Linked DNA regions of Arachis hypogaea: region 1 is linked to region 2. The links are chromatin contacts, called in public Hi-C maps. All regions are on one chromosome and are shown on one strand. Each heading gives the region's core, a stretch centred on a gene start, on an enhancer-like site or on the middle of the called end of the contact. The rest is flanking DNA. Distances are from core to core; before and after follow the strand shown.

Evidence for each region. Hi-C and Micro-C count contacts between places; a contact is called where the count stands out from the background.
Region 1: a contact with region 2 is called in a Hi-C map of leaf, with 2.1 times the contacts expected there. The contact joins two enhancer-like sites. A contact is called at or near these places in 2 of 8 Hi-C or Micro-C datasets (both in leaf).

What each region holds. Positions count from the first base shown.
Region 1 is chr11:17,655,802-17,658,501 of arahy.Tifrunner.gnm2.J5K5, reverse strand. No RefSeq gene overlaps it. Among protein-coding and RNA genes, the nearest start is that of LOC140176322, 5.1 kb to the right of the region's middle. Within about 2 kb of position 1,366, at least 3 of the 3 cell types and tissues checked have open chromatin away from gene starts, as enhancers often do.
Region 2 is chr11:17,548,096-17,550,795 of arahy.Tifrunner.gnm2.J5K5, reverse strand. No RefSeq gene overlaps it. Among protein-coding and RNA genes, the nearest start is that of LOC112720444, 7.3 kb to the right of the region's middle. Within about 2 kb of position 1,360, at least 2 of the 3 cell types and tissues checked have open chromatin away from gene starts, as enhancers often do.

The sequences.
Region 1 (2,700 bases), core at 117-2,616, 110 kb before region 2:
TCTGTATCTGTCTCTCCGTTATTGTTTGTCTGTCTCCGTCTGTCACCCTGTATGTATGACTCACTCTCCATCCCTTCTTACCCTGTATGTATGTCACTACCGGTGGTGACGGCACCCTTTAGCTGACGAGAAAAGTTCGACGATGGCGAAGGCGGTGGCTGCTGTTGGTGGTGGCTGAGAGAGAGGGGGTAGTGGGTTAGGGTTTTTGTGTGAAGGAGGGGAACAAAGAAGGCATGCTTTCAGGTGACACCGTTTCAATCTGTTATATGTTGGATTTTATTTTTTAATTAAAATTTTGAAAACCGGTAAAAAACCATCTGGTTCACCGGTTTATTGCCGGTTCGACGAGTTTTTGCGTCGGTTTTGCTAGGCGGTTTCCATGTCAACCGGATTGGCTAGGGAACTGGTTTCCAATTAGGAAATTAGGGCTGCACACTGTGAATTGGCCAGGGTTCCCTTCGGTTCAGCTAGTCAACCCCGGCCCTGTTCAGTGGTATCTGAACGGGTTCCTATTTCGCCTTGTCCTTTGGATATGCGCGGTACGGTTTGGCTCGGCTTTGATCCAAATGCTACTCTCATCCGAATAATTAATTCGCTTGCGGTGCGGGTTGAATTGGGTGCTTCTTTAAAAAAATTTACTCCAACGCGATCCTATTTCAACCACTTTCTATTGGATTTGATTTGCGGTTTTGTAGACTAAAGAACTAAATACATATAACAAGTCTCAACATTAAATTTTAAACAACTCAAAATAACGTCACAAGTCTCCACAGTATCTTAAAAACCAACACTAACACAACGATAGAAGTAACATTATGTGTTCCAAGGAATAACTAAATAAATCTCATTCTTAACATAAAATAATTGTGTTATAATAAGAACACATAAATATTTAAAAATTATATACCGAATTTAATACATTATATGTAAATATAGTAATAAAATAACAATATCATAACAAAATTGTGTGGTTCGAATTGGTTGTTTCGGTTTTCAGACATAGACCATGCAGCACTCAAAAAAATAAATCTCAATCAAATCCAAATTAATGCTGTTATAATCGGTTTTATTTTCGAGTTCAATTAGCTAAGCGATTTACTTTGGATCCGATTCCATTTAAACCCCCTAATTATACCTACATAAACCGAACTGCAAAAACCAATGGTTCCTTTTGGGCTGCCCCAGTTTCCCTAACCATGCTGGAAAGTGGAAACAATACATCCCTTTCCTCACACTAACACATCCTTTTTTGGGGGAAAATTGGCCAAAAATATTTTTTCTGCTAAAGCCCACAGCCACAATGACCTACCTACCATTCTAGCCCTGTTTCAATAGCTCTCACGCACTAATGAATTGTATTGGCTAGGCTCACCTCATCTAAGCCTTTTAACATGTATACACACAGAGGGAAGACTCACGACTTACATTGTGTAGGATACAAAACTAGGTTTGATTACAAAAAACTAAATCTCTAGGATATATTAGTTTATAGTAATGACCGAATTAAGACTTTGGCAGATTGAATAAATAAAGAAATAAGATTAAGAAGATTATAAATTGAAATTATTTTATTTAATGAGTTCATTATAATATGATAATTGCGATAATTATTTTAGTATTTTAATGAGAGCCAGGTTGGAGGGTGCGGTGATGGCTCATCTTCCAAGACAAAGTTGCATGCTTAATTTGTATTTTCCTACTTAATTAGCCGGCAGTTTGCTATTAAGAAAGAAGTTTAATTTCATTCTTACACCAAAGGAAAAATCGGCTAGTATCCATTAAACTCAGCTGCATGCATGGTACAGAATAGTTGCACGTAACACTTCATATATATTGAAGCCAAGGTATACATATAGTATTGTTGTGCCCTAAAAAATATACACCACCGTTGTGTAGAATCATACATGTCTTTTTTATTGCACAAAAAATATAGCTTACCTCTAAAAATTGATGCACACAGAAATCTTTTTTTCCACGGGAAGCTACTTCAAAACCAGATTCAGTAAAAAGTTGATGAAACTAATAATTTTGTTTCTACATAGAATAGTTATGTACAAGCGTGGAAACAACAAAGGTTCACTAAGAAATTCGATGACACAGACGAATTAAAAATCGGAAATACAAGCCAATCTTAAACCATCAATTATAAGTGTCAAGTCTTTAAATACATATTATGCGATACTCGACTTTTGTAACAATATTACTTAAAAGCATTACTGTAATTAATAACAGAGGATATTGAGGTAGAAAACGCAAACCCAAAAGTGGATGTTTACTTGTGGTGATTTAATCCAGAGAAAACCACCAGTGGCTTCTTGTACTTGTTAGAACGATACGTAGAATCGAACGCCAACACATCACCAAATAGCTGATAATCCGACATCATCTCGCCATCTGCCCAAAATAGGCTGCCCAAGCGATTATCCGGGGTCTGTGTGTAGTGTGTCGTTGTCACCATGTCTGCATTTACCTTACCCTCCAAAGTAACCGATAGTGGCTGCTGCATCCCCATCACATATTCGCGCAACCCTTTGCCCGTGCACATAATTATACAAATCCTATTTTGTAAATCAAAGCATGCCATACCTACCAGATTGCCCAGCCATGTAAGCCATTATTTTAGAGGTTGCGATCCCAAACTGCTTGAAACTATCCACCTGTGCCTTGTGCCTTGTTAACGTCGCTCATCTTCCGGTGACT
Region 2 (2,700 bases), core at 111-2,610:
GATTCGATTTATAGGGAGTCGAAATGTAATTAAAATTATTGTCATTTGGTTGCAGAGATTCTCTTTTAAGTACGAAAACAAAAGACATTTGAGGTCAAAGGATTGCTGGTTTAAAGTAAGTCGAGCATCTATCAGGGTCGACACCATGTGGTCCAATACAGACACGATGCAAGAACGTGGGGTTTAAAGGACAAGGTAAGATAGAACGTGGGAGTACCATATGAAGATTCTTCAAAATGTAAGATCATGGCCGGAGAAAAAGGAAAAATCAAGGTAGTGGTCAAAACTCTTCAGGATCAGGTCCACCTTTGAGGTCTATAAATAGAAGAAATTTAGAAGAAAAAAGAAAGACTTCAATCAACAACACTAGATCATCACATAAATTCTATAAAAATTCTCAATCTCAGCGACACAACAGAAGAGCATGGAGTGCAAGTGCATGTGAATGTTGGAGCCATTTTATTTTATCTTTCATTTTTCTTTGTTTTAATTTCTTTATTTTGAATTTTTTTATTATTTTACTTTCTTTTAATTTCTATTTCATTTTGACATTTTTATTTATTTATTTTCACTTATTCAAAATTCTATTTTACTTCATTTCTGTTTTATTTGCTACAATTATTCACTGATAGTTTAACACAGTGCATTTTGACATGAACGCTAAGTAATTTTCAGATCGAGTTCACTTTTTTTTGGAGGAGTTATAACTACTTTTCGAATTAAGATCTTCATATAAGTTCGATTCGACACCCTATCGAAATAAAAAACAAAATTGAGTGAAACAGTATTATATTAATTTAAATGTACACAAAATTAAGACATTATGAAAATATAAATATAGCAAGTTTCTATATCTGTTCTCTCGTGTATTATTCATAGATAATTAGATATAAATGGGTGCAAGTAAAATTAAAATAGTTTAATTACTCTATTAGTTCCTATAATTTCGTGAAATTTTCAATTATGTTCTTATATTTTTTTTTCTTTTAATTTGGTCCTTGCACCAAATTGTTTTTTCAGTTGAATTCCTACACTTTTTTTTCTTTTATTTGAGTCCTTGCACTAATTTTTTTTTAGTTTAGTCCCTATATAATTAAGCCAATTACTACCAAGAGGAACCTAATTGAAAAAAGAATTTGGTACAAAGACCCAATTAAAAGGAAAAAAAGTATAGGAATCTAATTGAAAATTTCGCAAAACTATAAGAACCAACAGAATAATTAAACCAATTAAAATTGATATTATTGGGTCATAGCATAGCTAAAGTTGCAATTTGACAATTATACTATACTATTAGGTTGATGACGGAGATATGACGAAAGAGAAGCCAAGGGAAGGGGTTCCACCACATGAAAATGGTGGGGCTTGGCATGTTGAGTAATTTGAATGATTGGTTATACTTAGTTTAATCATAGTCCCATACAAGCATATGATGATTGGCTTGCCTTGTTTTATGACCATATCATATCATATCAAATCATAGAAGAGAAAGAGAAGAGAGGTCCCCGAAGTCGCATCCGAAAAGTTTAATTACAATAACGTGTCATGCCGCATTCACGACACTGCTCATTAATCCCGTTGTTGACTTGTAAGAGGATCTTAGCCTCTAAGCTCATGCCATCATGCATCATGAGAAACCCTGCCTGCGCTACCTACCAAAATAATGTTAAAACACTTAGAAGTATTCCTAATTTTTTTTCCCACACAGAAGATGTATTTCATTGAAACAGTAGACATGCGACACTTAACAGATAACAGAAATATTTAAATTTTAAGTTTTAAAAAATTGATAATTTTAATGTTAAACTAAAATTAAGAAGTCTAATATTTGATTTCAATAAATCCTAAGTGATTAAAACTGAGACTGATCTGAGTCTTTTTTTAATTTGTTGATCTACACATAAAGTGTAATAATACTACAGCAAAAATTATTTTTAATGATAAGTTTTTAGTAATAATAACATAATGGTAAGAGTAAAGTATCGTTTTTATCCCCAACTTTTGGAGTAAATTCTATTTGTGTCCCTAACGTTTAAATCGTCCTATTTGTATCCTTAACGTTTATAAAAGTGATTCAATGTTATCCTACTATCAATTATACTAACAAATCAGATTATATTTTTCAATTATTCTCACTTGAATGTATTTATTCTCAATTAGGTCTCACTTGGATGTGTTCGATTTTAATATTATACCCACTATTTGTGTTTAGATTCAATTATGTCCCTAGAAAAGTGAATTATGTAAATGTTGTAGGAATTATTTTCAACTTTTGATGAGCTATTTTTCGGAGTGGATCATCGATTCTATCACAGACATTTGTATTATAACTTCAAGAAGAGATTTTCAAAACTCAAACTAAAGCGCTCATGATGTGTAATTAACGGCAGGATAACATTGAATCACTTTTACAAACGTTAGAGATACAAATAGGACGATATAAACGTTAGGGACACAAATAGGATTTACCCCAAACGTTGGGGACAAAAAGAATACCTTACTCTAATGGTAATTATATATTGTTTGTGGCTATTAAAAAAAGTTTTTATCAATAATTATATAATTACCGCTAAAATTTTTTAATGATAAAGCATAAGACGGCTAATATCTAATTGCCGATAAATATATTAGCGGCTATTTTTATTACCGCTAAAAATAAAATAAATAGCTATTAAAAATAATTTTTCTAGTAGTGAACAT